3 separate regions of the Mus musculus genome follow, and all the other regions are linked to region 1. The links are chromatin contacts, called in public promoter capture Hi-C maps. All regions are on one chromosome and are shown on one strand. Each heading gives the region's core, a stretch centred on a gene start, on an enhancer-like site or on the middle of the called end of the contact. The rest is flanking DNA. Distances are from core to core; before and after follow the strand shown. Region 1 holds the start of Ino80e (INO80 complex subunit E). Region 2 holds the start of Zfp771 (zinc finger protein 771). Region 3 holds the start of Septin1 (septin 1).

What was found. Capture Hi-C pulls out chosen DNA fragments and counts their contacts.
Region 2: a contact with region 1 is called in a promoter capture Hi-C map of liver, with 3 times the contacts expected there. The contact joins the promoter of Zfp771 here to the promoter of Ino80e in region 1. A contact is called at or near these places in 2 of 39 promoter capture datasets (erythroid cells and neural stem cells), 2 of 484 Hi-C or Micro-C datasets (B cells and embryonic stem cells), 3 of 115 datasets of contacts at active chromatin or transcription factors (bone marrow-derived macrophages, embryonic stem cells and large pre-B cells) and 3 of 9 other capture datasets (adipose tissue, liver and macrophages).
Region 3: a contact with region 1 is called in a promoter capture Hi-C map of adipose tissue. The contact joins the promoter of Septin1 here to the promoter of Ino80e in region 1. A contact is called at or near these places in 4 of 39 promoter capture datasets (the C10 cell line, cranial neural crest, embryonic stem cells and 1 more), 1 of 15 datasets of contacts at CTCF or cohesin (large pre-B cells), 7 of 484 Hi-C or Micro-C datasets (B cells, Sertoli cells, bone marrow-derived macrophages and 3 more), 16 of 115 datasets of contacts at active chromatin or transcription factors (the 230-238 cell line, the SCID.adh cell line, T-cell acute lymphoblastic leukemia and 11 more) and 4 of 9 other capture datasets (adipose tissue, liver, macrophages and 1 more).

What each region holds. Positions count from the first base shown.
Region 1 is chr7:126,859,867-126,864,607 of GRCm38.p6, reverse strand. Ino80e (INO80 complex subunit E) reads left to right here and starts at 2,236. Exons shown (of 8, transcript NM_001370765.1): 1 at 2,236-2,334; 2 at 2,591-2,903; 3 at 3,062-3,132; 4 at 3,316-3,368. The coding sequence starts at 2,279. Hirip3 (HIRA interacting protein 3) reads right to left here and starts at 2,636. Exons shown (of 7, transcript NM_172746.3): 1 at 2,092-2,636; 2 at 1,888-2,008; 3 at 1,682-1,790; 4 at 358-1,439; 5 at 123-288; 6 at 1-45. The coding sequence starts at 2,156.
Region 2 is chr7:127,241,603-127,246,343 of GRCm38.p6, reverse strand. Zfp771 (zinc finger protein 771) reads right to left here and starts at 1,818. Exons shown (of 3, transcript NM_177362.4): 1 at 1,736-1,818; 2 at 1,210-1,359. The coding sequence starts at 1,350.
Region 3 is chr7:127,216,520-127,221,260 of GRCm38.p6, reverse strand. It overlaps Septin1 (septin 1), which reads left to right and starts at 2,816. Exons shown (of 11, transcript NM_017461.2): 1 at 2,816-2,854; 2 at 3,030-3,120; 3 at 3,204-3,290; 4 at 3,519-3,642; 5 at 4,226-4,360; 6 at 4,454-4,571. The coding sequence starts at 2,852.

The DNA.
Region 1 (4,741 bases), core at 987-3,486:
CCCGCTGCAGCTTCAGAGCGCGACACTTCTCCAAGGAAGGGTTCCCTGGAGCAGAAGCAGCTTGTGAGGCCTCCTCCCCAGTGCTCAGGCCCTCCTGTAGATCTCAGGCACACCCCTCTCACCCTTCATGCCCAGTGCTTCCAGCTCAGCCCTGAGGACACTCAGGCGCGCCTTGTGGGAGCTGCAGGAGCCCAGCAGCTTCTTGTAGTTTCGGTGGGCACCACAGGCTCGAATGTAACGCTTTAGTCTAGCCACAGCTGGGTGGTCCTCTCCACAGCGAGAGGCAGCCTAATAAGGAGTTTGCAGCTGAAGTCCCTTTTCCTGAGTGGATCCCACCCACCTGGTGTGTCCTCTCACCTTCCGACCTGTGGGTTCTGGACCTGAATCTGATGAAGATGAGGAACTTCGGGCCTTGCCCTTCTGACCTGTGGGTTCTGGACTCGAATCTGATGAAGATGAACAACTTCGGGCCTGGCCGTTCTTGGAGCTCTTGTTGGAAGAGCGGCTCTTCCTCTCCTCTTTGGTGTTTTGTCCTGCCTGGGAGTCACTCACTTCCCTCTCTGTGTCACTGTCACCATTACTGCTGCCTAGGCTGCCTGACTTTGTAGTGCCTTGAGCAGCTGCTTGCTCCTGTGTGCTGTTACTGTCATCCCTGCTGCTTGTGTTCTGCCTCCTCCCACTCTCGGTCTGGGTCCTGACCTTGCTCTTTCTCTTCACCGAGTGCTCTTCTCCCTCCTCACTGCTGTCCCCACTACCCACTGTGCCCTCTTCCTTCTCTGCCTCCCCCTTCTCACTGCTGTCCCCACTGCCCACTGTGCCTCCTTCCTTCTCTGCCTCCCCCTCCTCACTGCTGTCCCCACTGCCCACTGTGCCCCCTTCCTTCTCTGCCTCGCTGTCTCGCAAGCCTCCAGTTGGCCTCCCAGGCCTGCTTTTCTGCTTATAGCTCTTTCTCTCCCTGGCTGTTCTCTCTGCTCTGTTACTTCTGGATCTGGGCTCACTAAGCTCTTTCTTCTTAGCTGGGCTCTCCTCTCCGCTCTCTTCACTCTCCTCCTGGCAGTTAGCACCTGTGCTTCCCTCCACCTTTGCTCTCTGCAGCACAGCCTCCTCCTCACTGCTCCCACTCTCTTCCCTAACCTGCTTCCTGTCTGCCTTGAGTGGTACTTGCTTGTCTTTGGCCCCAGCTTGCTTTCTAACCTGGCCCTTCTGTTCTTGTTTCATGTCCTCCTCTTCCTCGGTGACCTTACCTGATCTAACAGAGCCCTCTGCTTCCCCCTCACTGCTCTCCTCCAATCCCATCTTTGCATCCAGGTCTGTTTGGTGGTCTTCATCTGTGCTCTCAACTGCTTTCTTTAAGGCTCTTCTTAGACATGTCTTCTTGGTTGTCCTGTTCTTTGTTGAGGGTCCTGAGCCATCTGGACTGGATGGTGAAGAGCTGGATTCTGAAACATGGGGATGGGACTGGATGGATTCCTCCCTCTCCTTCCATCTAGAATAGGATGCTTCTAGATCTACTCTGGTTAAGAGTGAAGGGCAGCAAGAAGCACCACAGCTGTGGCCCCAGCTGGTTCCTGACTCACTGTCCCCCAAGCCCCAGCCTTGCAATTAATACATGCGCCTCGCCTTTTGAAGAAACCAATGATGCTGGAGTCACAGACAGATAAACAGGGAAGAAGGCACTAACCTGACTCTGAATTAAAGCGGAACCTTTTCTTCTTTGGGTCACTGCAGGGAGCAGGAGACCTCTTCACTTTGATAAAGTCTGGCTTTCCTTCCCTGGTACCAGCATCCGCCTGTGGGTGCAGCATGAGGGCAAACCGAACCAAGATGCCCTGCCCCAACCCCTCAGCAACAAACCCTGTCTCTGCTGGCCCAGGGTTAGACCCACACCTGCATTTTCGGCAGCTCCTCCTCCACCAGCCGCTTCAACGCCTGCTTCTCTTCAGGTTCAAGATGATCCCGACCCACGTGAATCAAAAATTTCTGTCGCACGATGGCGTGCGTAACCGAGCTACAGAGACACGTGTCATGACAGAGTTCCAGCCTAACCCCTCCCCTTCACAACCCAGACTCTAATACCCAGACTCTATGCACCTGAGGTCCGGGCAAGCTCGAAAGAAGCTGCGAGTGAATTTTCGCATCTCATCTCCCGGCGCCATTTTGCGTCACCAGGGATTGGTTGCTCCCGCCTTTTTTTCTTCAAGGCTGGTTTCCCGAGCGACAGTAGTTTGCGCACGCGCAGTGCGGCGGCTTCGTGAGGAATGGGACCGTTGAGCCTCCGATGTGGAGCACTGAGACGGAAAACTTTGGCCGACCTTGCTTTTTCCTGAGCAGCTGGTGGGTCTTGAGCGAGGTTTCGACTCTTTGCTAAAACTACGTGTTAAAATTTTCGCTAGAAGCCGGTTCGGCGCCGGCAGTCTTTATAACGTAATCAGTTCAATCAATCCCTGTGGTCGGGATTAACAAATTAGGTCGCTTGTTTCGAAAGGCAGAAGGGAGACGGTATTCTCGCTAACATACTGAATTTCTGGTTATATTCTTTTGGTTCCAAATCTTTATAAACAGTTTACAATCAATAATTGTGCCCCCCCAGTGTCCAGCTCCTCTGTGACCTCAGCTCACCGCGAAGCCACTGGAAGCAGCGTTCCTTTCGGGTCTTCCCCCAGGAGGGCGGGCGGTGTGATTACGCTCCCCGCGCGCGGAGGACGCTGGGAGTTGTAGTCCGTTTCATACGGCGTTGCAAAGTCTCCGGAAGTGGAGGTGTGAGAGGCCGGGCGGACTTGGGTAGCGGGACTCTACTCCGGGGCGTTTCTCCCTGGCGGGTCATGAACGGACCAGCGGACGGCGAAGTGGACTACAAAAAGAAATACAGGAATCTGAAGCGGAAGCTCAAGTTCCTCATTTACGTGAGTGCCAGCGTGGGGCGGTTGTGGAGTGTGAGGCCTAACTCGGAGAGGACCTCAGTTTACCCATGTGGTAAAGGGGGTGAGTAGGGAGAGATGTCTCCGGGTTCTGGGTCTTTTATGGATTGCTCTTGGCTCAGCACCCGCCCTGTCCGCCGCAGGAGCACGAGTGCTTCCAGGAGGAGCTCAGAAAGGCGCAAAGGAAATTGCTGAAGGTTTCCCGAGACAAGAGGTAAGGCATCTTGTGGGCACGAGGGCACTGTTAACTCCCAGGGAATCCGTTCTTACGCCGTCCCGGAACAGGATCCCAAATGCATGCAGTCTTAGGAGGATCCAGTGGGTCTCCTAGGAGGGACTAGGTAGGGCTCAAGACCACCAAAATGGGGATACCCACCCTCCTTCCCACTTGTCTCAGTTTCCTTCTAGATCGACTTCTGCAGTATGAGAACGTGGATGAAGACTCCTCTGGTGAGCAAAGTCATGACCACTTTTAGGAAGATATGAGATACTGGCCCTTGAAACACGTGTTCCTAGGTCCACCCTCCTAGGGTCCGGAAGCTGATGCAGGCCCCTCCAATGGTTCTTAAGCCTAGTTGCTGCCTTCTGTCACCTTCTTCCTGTTTTGTCTTTTTTCACCCCATTGGACAAGGTTTCTCTGTGTAGTCCTTTTGTAGACCAGGCTAGCCTGAGGCTAGCCTCAGAAATCCGCCTGCCTCTGCCTCCAAAGAACACACCACGCCTCTGGATTTTCAAGTATTTCCTTATCCACTGTGTTCTAGGTACTGTGCTTGACACAGGCTGGCAAAATGAAGGAAGCCTCTGGCTGCTTGTCATTTCTATCAGTTGTCTATAATAAGTGAAAAAGTAAACTAGAAAGATAAAAGTAGTAGCCATTCCTGTAGTGCATGCCAGAGGCAGAGGCATAGAGTTTGTTACTGAGGCCCAATCTTTAAGAACAAAGGAGACTAACAACTCCTGAAAGCTGTCCACTAATCTCAAAACACTCGCTATAGCATGTAGGTATCTGCACAAACACACTAATGGTATTGAGAAGAAAAGTGGTTTTCTAGGATTTTTTAGAATTATTTATGTTATGTATATGAGTACACTGTAGCTGTCTTCAGACACACCAGAAGAGGGCATCCAGTCCCATTACAGATGGCCTTGAGCCACCACGTGGTTGCTGGGAATTGAACTCAGGACCTCTGGAAGAGCAAGCAGTCGGGCTCTTAACCACTGTACCATCTCTCCAAACCACAAACTAGAATTTTAAGTGATTGGCTAGAGCTTGACGAGGATTAAAGACGGCAGTAACTGCAGAATAACAGGCTGGGTTTCCTTTGCAAAGAGTCAGGAAAATATTTTACTTTATAAAATACTGTCATTGAAGCAAAAACTGCATGGCTCATGTGAAAGCAGCCACAGCCAGCATATTAGGAAACAAAACAACTCGTGTTTTATTAGAATTTTTATTTGTGAGCATGACATTTTGTATTTTATGTAGTTTCATAATCTTTATAGCGTTTTGCTGTTGTTGTTTGAGGTGTAGTCTTCATTTGTAGCTCTAGTTGGTCTTGAACTCATAGTCTCCTAACCAGGCCTCCCCGGTGCTAGAGTTTCATGCTTGTGCCACATGCCCACCCACCTGCGTGGTTTATTTTTTAACATACTTATTTTATGTGCATGGGTGTTTTGCCTGCCTGCCCTGCACACACAGTCCCTTCTGAGGTCGGGGAGGGCGCTGACGGAGTTACAGACAGTTGTAGGCAGTGAAGCGAGTGCCGGGAACTGAACCCAGGTCCTCTGCAAGAGAAGCCAGTGCTGTGCTCTTAGCTCCTGAG
Region 2 (4,741 bases), core at 569-3,068, 380 kb before region 1:
AAGCCAAGTAGCTTTGCTCAGGCCTGAAATCCCACTCAATTAATAGGAATGCCAAGGTCAAAGGACTGCCTGCCTGGACTACAGAATAAATTCTAGGCCCACCTGGGCAACTTGGTTGAGACTCTACCTCAATAGAAAAGGGCTTGGCTACAGTACAGAGACGGGTAAAGCCTTGGCTCAATTCTTAGTACTGCAAGAAAAACTAACAAGGCCGAGAAACTTGTCAGCTGGTAGGGAGGTGATGAGAATGGAAGTCCATCTTAATCTCTGGAGCCTTAGGTCCTTAGTGTTCAAACCAAAGTGTATGCGAGGTCTCAAAGTCAGGCTGAGTGAAGATGATAGCCAAGAAGGCTGGAAAGAACCGGACTTCACAGTTAGCAGTGGAAGAGGCCTAGAGAGCAGGTGTCCTTTCCCAGCAACTCATCAGGTCCGCTAGGGGAACGAGCATTTATCCCCAAGGCAGCCAGAGCCCTCCAGCTGAACTCAAGTCTACTGAGAAAGGGACAGCCCAGGGTCCCTGGCAGCTCTGGGAAGTAAAATAATTGGTGAATAGTTAGGGTCTCAAATGGCAGACTCTAACTCATTCTGATGTCCTAAAAACCTCCAGGAGAAAACCCAGATCCCCAGCATGCTCTGCCAACCAACCTGCCTGGAGCTGTGCTGGAGTATGAGGGAACTACTGTCCCATAGCTCCCTACAGACAGAGCCACTCTTCCAGTCTGGGGTAGTCACTTAGGTCGGTTGCCAACTGTCTTAGACTCAGTTCCTCACCTAGAAAATGGAGTCAGTACTAGCAACAAACCAGACTGGAGGTGCTTAGAATAGCATCTGGCACACCATAAACTATGCGAGAGGTAGCTGTTGTTACTGCGGCCTGGCCTCATCTTCCCTCACCTCTGGCCTTTGCTAACTCCTATATCTGGACTCAGGATACAGGATTGTGAGTTTACAGACATCAGGCTGCGTGGAGACTGAAGCCACTCAGCACGGTGCCTCAAGCAGCACCCAGCATGGCATCTGGCTCTCACAGTGGGCCAAACGTCTATCCAATGGGGCGTGGGGGGCAGTGAGCACAAGGATGGGCCAATTCTGAGTTTCTAGATCTGAGATCCAGGAAAAGGCGGGGGCAGGATTTTTGACTTCTGTCTGAGGGACGTTGAACCTGGCACAGGTTCGAGGGTGGGGGTGGGATCGGGACGGAACACGTACCTCCTTGTTGTCCACAGGGATCTTGAGTTTCACCACCTCATACTTCTCCTCACCCTCCTCCTCCTCACCCTTCACCAGCAGCACCATCTCCTCCTGCATCTCTTCCTCCTCCTCCTCCTCTGCCTGCTGTTCGCCAGGCATCTTGGTGTCCTGAGGCGGGGCGCTGGATCAGAGGCTCAGGACCCGCCCCCCACCCCCACCCCCACCCCCACTGTGGCCCCGGCCCAGACAAGGCGGTGCAGCCGTGGCTTCCCCCGCCCTGCCCAGGCTCCGAGTCCAGTCCTTTCCCATCCACCCTAACCCAACCCCACGCTCCGACACTGCCCAGGGCCCAGCTCAGAAGACACCCGTTCACCCCACTCATCCCGACATTCAGGGCCCTGAACAGTTCGAATCTCCAGCTCCCGCGAGTTGCCACCCTCCTCGCGCTGAGTCACTCCCCAGAGCCTGGGTCGGCGACCTGAGCGCTAAGGGATGAGCCGGAGGCCCGCTGGAGCTGAGGCCCCGGGGTGGAGTGCGCACTCACCAGCCCGAGGTTCGGTGCTCGTGCGGCCCCGGGCCTGGGCGAGGGGCGGTTGGGTGCTCTGCGAAGGCCGCGGCTCCGGAGGCGGGGGCGGGGCGGGGCCCCAGGGGCGGACATTCATTGGTTCGCCCGTCTGGCCCCGCCCCTAGGGGAGAGGCTGGAGGCCTGAGCTTCTGTCCCTAACCGCCCCGGGAGGGGTAGCCGGGACTCAGAGGTGTCCGCGGCCCGGAAACTCCTAACCAACAGACCATGCCTAGCCCGGCCTTCAAGGCCCTGCAGCCGAGTTCCAACCACCCTCAGCCGGGCTCCGCCGCTGCTGGATCTTGACGCCCCACCGAGATTGCTGTGCCCGCGTAGGCCACGTGCGCTCCCGGGGGTCTGGGCCTCTCGCTGGCGCCCCGCCTGGAGAGCGGGCCCTGTTGCCTCCTCTCTTCTTTCCCCTCCTTTTTCCTTCTTCGTTCTTTCTCGCGTCGCCTTCCCATCCCCTGATCTGCCAGACAGCTTACTGTTTGCCCGCATGCGGCCCAGATCCACCACCGCCCAATCTGTCGCTTTCATCTACCGAGTGTTGTTTCTGACTTGTCAGAGGCTCACTATGTAAACCTGGTTAGTTTAGAACCAGTGGCAAGCCCCCGACCCTCACCCCGAATCTGGAGAGTATAAGGCAGGAGTTGTCGTGCCTGGCTTGGGTACCTGTTCTTGAAAGTTTGCTGTTTTACACACTGGGTCACATTTGCTCAGCACAGAGGATTGCGATCTCACTTTACACGTGCACTTAAAGATAGTTCAGAGAGGACTGATTTACCTAAATTATACAGTAAAGAAGCATTTCTCACTACTGGTAGTGTGGGAAGAAATAGCCCAAGGTCAAATCCACTCTACAATACTACATACAGTACCATCTTGCCTATCTCTCTAGATATTTTTAACTGGGCATGGTGCCACTTAGCCCTGGGGAGGCAGAAGCAGGTGGACTTCTGTAAGTTGAAGGCCAGGCAGACCTGCATAGTGAAACTTTTTTTTTCTAATAAAAATAATAAAGGAGCCAGAGAGATGACTCAATGGTTAAGAGCACTGACTGCTCTTCCACAGGTTCAATTCCCAGCAACCACATGGTGACTCACAACCATCTGTAATGGGATCAGATGCCCTCTTCTGGTGTGTCTGAGAGAGCTACAGAGTACTCATACACATAAAATAAATACAATCTTTGTGGTTGTTGTTTTGGTTTTTTGTTTTGGTTTTTTTTTTTTTGGGGGGGGGGTTCGAGACAGGGTTTCTCTGGATAGCCCTGGCTGTCCTGGATCTCACTCTGTAGTCCAGGCTGGCTTGAACTCAGAAATTCACTTGCCTCTGCCTCCCAAGTGCTGGGATTAAAGGTGTGCGCCACCATGCCCAGCAAATACAATCTTTATTTTTTTTTTTTTTTTTTTTTTTTTGGTTTTTCGAGACAGGGTTTCTCTGTATAGCCCTGGCTGTCCTGGAGCTCACTTTGTAGACCAGGCTGGCCTCGAACTCAGAAATCCGCCTGCCTCTGCCTCCCGAGTGCTGGGATTAAAGGCGTGCGCCACCACGCCCGGCCAAATACAATCTTTAAAAAAAATAAATTAAAAAAGAAAAAGAGAAGGGTGGGAGACAAAATCAGAGAGGACAGTTGTGTCCCAAAGGCTTCTGATACCACCAATATCTAGTGACTCCCATGAGTATCAGTTCCAGATAGGACTGGAAACAGAAACTTGAAGTTCCATGTGATGGCTCACCTCTGGAATACAAGCAACTCTGGAGGATCCTGAGTTCAAAGCCACCTGGGCAGCAAGATAGAAGCCTCCATTTCACAAGGAAAGAGACTGCGTCGGGAAGCTGAACAGGAGGCGGCAGAAGCGGCTCCGGAGCTGTCCTGATGGTCAGGATGCTCCTTCGCAGTTAAATGCCTTTTTTTAAGGTTACTGTTTAAAGATACACGACTGTGTGTGTACACATGCTTGCAGATGCCCAAATAGGCCACAAGAAGGTGTGGGATCTCCTGAGGTGGACTCAAGAGTTGTGAGGGATGCACGAGGGTGCTGGGAACCAAGCCCTGTGCCTCTGAAAGAGCAGCCAGCTCTCTAGCTTCTGAAAGTTTTTCTTTTTTTCTTTGAATGTGTGTTTGTGCACACTTGAGTACCTGTATGTGTGCTGCATGCCTGCAGGAGCCCCAAGAGGTCAGGAGAGGGAGTCAGATCTCCGGGAGCTGGAGTCACAGATGGTTGCGAGCCACCATGTGGGTGCTGGGAACCAAACCAAATCTTCTGCAAGAGAAGTAAATGCTCTTAGCCACTGAGCCCTCTTTCCAATTCTAGTTAAATATTCTCCAAATGGCAGTTGGGTTCTGGTTGTATAAGAAACTATAGTTCTACCGCAGTCTGCCATCCCTGTGCACCAAAGAAGGTCTGCCTTCTCAAAGACTTCATTACTGTTTTTTATTCCTCCCCCCCCCCCGTTTGTGGGCTTTTCAAGAATAATGTGGAAAGAAATAACCTAACAAGGTCTGATCTGTTGAGGCTTGCCCTCTCCCCAGCACAGCTGTAGCCATTTTGTTCCATGCCTGCCAGCTATTTCATATTGTTGTTATAATATACCTGCCAGTCATTGACATAGAAAAATAACTTGACTCACAGCAAGGTCATGCTGATCACATATCCTGTCATGTTCTGTAGGAAGGTGTTAATCTTAAGAAATTCTACAAAGCCGGGCGTGGTGGTGCACACCTTTAATCCCAGCACTCAGGAGGCAGAGGCAGGCAGATTTCTGAGTTCGAGGCCAGCCTGGTCTACAAAGTGAGTTCCAGGACAGCCAGAGAAACCCTGTCTCGAAAAACCAAAATTCCACAAAGCTGTATGTAGGACCCATCAAATTAAAGGTCAATATAAACTGTTACGTCTAAAATAACTTGTGTCAGAGCTGACCACTGGGCGGCACGGCCTACACCTGCATCTGAGCTCATTGTGGTTTTTGCAGTTTTAGCCTTTA
Region 3 (4,741 bases), core at 1,567-4,066, 360 kb before region 1:
GGTGCTGATGACGTGCTGAAATATGTCAGCACTTCATTTTACCCTGAGGAAACTGGAGTTGAGAGAGGTCAAAAGACTTGTTCAAGGTCACACATCAAGTCAGGGGTAGATCTGGACTTTATGGGGGCTTCCTTCTGACCCCAAAGCAACGGTCTCTAAGTTCAGCAGACTTCTAGCATTTATTCTGCCTAACTTCATTTATTCATCCCTGTTTGTTTGTTTTGTTTTGTTTTTTTCAAGTCAGGGTTTCTCTGTGTAGCCCTGACTGCCCTAGAACTCACTCTGTAGACCAGGCTAGCCTCAAACTTAGAGATCCACCTGCCTCTGCCTCCAAAATGCTGGGATCAAAGGCGTGCACCTCCACCCAGCTCATTTACTCATCGATTGCACACACACACACACACACACACACACACACACACACACACACCCCTAAGAAATCAAGTGTTATGAAGCACCGAGAATATACAAATTAGGAAGACATAGTCCCTGTCCCCAGGGCATCAGACACAGACAGGTAGGCAAATGGGAGCACTGAGGGGCCTGAGAAAGATGCTAGGCAGTTTAAAACAGAAAAGCTCTGTCAGAGGCAACGGAAGAAGGTGTCACTAGAAAACTGGTCACCTGGTGCAGAGAAAGGAAATGTTAGAGCTGATTGTATAGCTCGGTGGCAGTGCGACTGCCTGAGTGATGTCATCCATAAGCTTTGCTCGAGCTGCACTGTCTGGGGAGGTGGGACAGCCTTGCTATCTCTCTCTCTATCTCTGCTATGGGAGGAAGTACATCACAGAGGTGGGCTTCGAATGTCTGTAGCCCATCCCAACTTCCAGACTGCTCCCTTTCTTTCTCAGTGGTTGAAAGTGTGATTGCTTTCTTCTTGCTCTGGCTGTCTACCACATACCCTTAATGATGGTCTCTTACCCCTCTGGAACCATAAGCCAAAATAAAAATCCTTTCTTCTGTAAGGTACTCTTGGTCAATAGTGTTTTATCACAGCAACAGAAAGTAGCTGATACACTTGACCTGCATCACCATTCCAGCCCCAGCCCTGCCAGGGTGAAGATGGAAGCTCGGGGACTGGAGAGATGACACAGTGGTTAAGAGCACTGGATACTCTTCCGAAGGACCTGGGTTCAATTCCTACCATCCGCATGGTAGCTCATAACTGTTTGTAACTTCAGTTCCAGGGCATCTGAAATCCCTTCTGGCTTTTATGGGCATCTATGTGGTCATTTCATGCTTGTGGTGCACAGACATATGTGCAAGCAAGCAAACACCCATACAAATAAAACAATAAAATAAAATGGTTTTTTAAAAAGGGGTTTGAGGGGCTGGTGAGATGGCTCAGAGGTTAAGAGCACTGACTGCTCTTCCGAAGGTCTCCTGAGTTCAAATCCCAGCAACCACATGGTGGCTCACAATAATCCGTAACAAGATCTGACGCCCTCTTCTGGAGTGTCTGAGAACAACTATAGTGTACTTACATATAATAAATAAATAAATCGTAAAAATAAATAAATAAAAGCCTTGAGAGATGGCCTATTGGTTAACAGCACTGACTGCTCTCCCAGAGGTCCTGAGTTCAATTCCTAGCAACCATCTGTAATGGGATCTGATTCTCCCTTCTGGGTGTTTGTGAAGACAGATCACTCGTGTGTGTGTGTGTGTGTGTGTGTGTGTGTGTGTGTGTGTGTGTGTGTGTGTGTGTGAGAGAGAGAGAGAGAGAGAGAGAGGCCATCAGGCAAAGAGGGACAAACAAACCTTGCTTCCCAAGACTAGAAGACTAGAGTGCAGACTGCATTCTGATGTAGAGGGGCTAGGGGCGTTGGGGGAGCAGCTCTCAAGAGTTTGAGCTGTGACTTCCTGGGTCTGGATCTTGAAAGCCTTTCTGATAGTTGTGACCAAATACCAGGTCTGCACACACCTGTAATCCCAGCCCTGGACAGCCAGGGACAAGGCATAGTAGATCAAGAGCTGAAGGTCATTCTGACAACAAAGTGAGTTTGAAGCCAGCCTAGGCTTCCAGGAGATCCAGTCTCAAAAGCAAGACAGCTGTAATGGAGGTACACGTGGGCCTGGAGTCCTAGCTTTCAGGAGGCTGATTCAAGGCCTGACTGGATAGACAGCAAGACCTTTGACAGTCCTGTGTCAAAATGTCCAAAATCCATTGGGAGCTGGGAGTATAGTGGAGTTGAGCACAGCAGTACCCATGACTTGAGTTCAATCCAAGCACTAAGACCCTCAAAAAGAACCCATAGCCTGAGCCTGGAACTGTTAGTCACCTACCTCCAATTCTATCGTGGTTTTTATGTTCGCTCACACCCTGGGAACTTTTTTTTTACTTTTTGCAAATCATCTTGCTCAACTCTTATCAGACTTGCTAAGGAGAACATCTTGCTTCCTTTCTTTCTGTCCATACCCACCTCTCACCATGATGATGAGGGCCATGGTAAGTCTCATCATAAAGCCATGTGGAGAATGAAGGGGCTGAAGCTGTATATAAGGTGGCGGGAAGAGATGCATCGGGGCTTATCAATTCAGAGGGTGCCACTCTTACAGAGGACCCAAACTCAGCTCCCTCTGTCTATGCCAGGCAATGCTCAGCTCCCTGTGACTCCAGGTCCAGGGGATCCAATGCCCTGTTCTGGCCTCTACTTGTGTGCGCAAAGAATAAAATCTTTGGACTAAAAGAAAAGGGATGGGCATGGGTTCTCACCTCTCTCTAAGCAGCTCAGCTTCCTGCACTGCCCCCTCACTCCACCCCCCCCCCTTTGTTTGACACCGTTCAACTTCCTGCCCCACCAGAGGAAGTGGGGAGCAACACCAGGTGCAAGCGACAACCAGCAGAGCCATGGTGAGTTCTCGGGGGCCCAGGAATCTAGTCATTCAGGGCCAGCTCTCTCCCTCGAGGGTCCCCAGTTCAAAGTTAACCCACAGTAAGTGGCCTTACTAGCTTTTGGGCTCAGGTGGTACTGGGGCACTCCCTGCCATGTCCAAGAACCTCATATTGTCTCCCTTTACCCCCACAGGACAAGGAATATGTGGGCTTTGCTGCCCTGCCCAACCAGCTGCATCGCAAGTCTGTCAAGAAGGGGTTTGACTTCACACTCATGGTGGCAGGTCTGTGGGTTCTGGAGGGGGTGATGTACTTATGAGATCATGGCCATCCTCCTGTCTGACCAGTGGGCCTGTCCCGTACACAGGGGAGTCAGGCCTGGGGAAATCCACCCTCATCAACAGCTTGTTCCTCACCAACCTCTACGAGGATCGGCAGGTGCCAGATGCCAGTGGTAAATCTACCCCGAGTCTCCACAGGCTTCCCATCCCCACTGCTGTCCTGGCTTCCCTCTGTGCTGTCCCTGGCCTCTTCCTGTGTTATCAGGCTGCATTCTTTTTCTTTCTATCTGGGGACTTTGGTGGCCTCTGGTTTTCTCTGAGATGGTTTCCTCCCCTGAAAACACATGTGGGAATGGAGCCCTGCTTCAGAGCCCTACGCAGCCAATTCTCTGTCCCCATAGCTCGCACGGCACAAACTCTGACCATTGAGCGCCGGGGTGTGGAGATTGAGGAGGGAGGTATCAAGGTGAAGTTGACCTTGGTGGACACGCCTGGCTTTGGGGACTCTGTGGACTGCTCAGACTGGTGAGAAGGGGGAGGGGCAGGAGCTAAGCCTTTCTTCCATTATGGAAAACCAGAGGTCAGTTGTAGGGCTGGCTTGTCACAGCCCCTTGACCCAAAAGGGGGCACCTGTTTCTGGTAACAATCTAGCCCAAAGTATCCAGTGTTTCTTGTTTTGAGATAAGGTTTTTCTATGTAGCTCAGGGACCTCAAATTCACTGTGTAGCCCAGACTGGCCTGAAACTCAAAGTCCTCCTCCTGAGATTACAGGTATATATATGCATGCCTGGTTTGTTCGATGCTTTTGTTGTTGTTGTGGCTTGTTTTTGTTTTTAGCCATGGTGTCACATTAGCCCTAGCTGGCCTGGAACTCACTATGTAGGCCATGGTGGCCTCAAATGTGACAATCCTCCTGCCTCAGCTTCCTGAGTGCTGAGATTACAGGTGTGCAGCCACCACATTCTGATGTCTCATGTACTGTGGCCAGCTGTCCCTGATGGCTTTGGTTAGGAGCAAAGAAATGACTTGGGACTGCACAGTCCTGGTTAGCTTCATCTTGTCCCCTGGCCTGTGATCTCGGACTATCTATCTCCTTCCCACACACCAGCTGGCTGCCTGTGGTTCGCTTCATTGAGGAGCAGTTTGAGCAATACCTCAGGGATGAGAGTGGCTTGAACAGGAAGAACATCCAGGATTCCAGAGTCCATTGCTGCCTCTACTTCATCTCACCCTTTGGCCGAGGGTCTGGAGAGCACCCTGGGGGTGGACTGGTTGGGGAGGCTGGAGAAAGCTCAGTACTTGAAGCTGAGTCCTGACCAATAAATCCCTGAAACAGGCTCCGGCCCCTAGATGTGGCTTTCCTCCGGGCAGTGCACGAGAAAGTCAATATCATCCCGGTCATCGGTAAAGCAGACGCCCTGATGCCTAGGGAGACTCAGGCCCTCAAGCAGAAGGTATGGCTGAGGCCCCTAAGTGACAGCCAAGGCCATGATTCAACCTTGTCTGTCTGGACTTTTTTTTTAATCTTGGGGTGACCTTTTTGGGGGTGGGGTGAGGAAAGGGTTATGATCCTGCCACAAGCACCATGGCCCTAAGGGCTCAGGCTCAGAACAGACCGGTCATA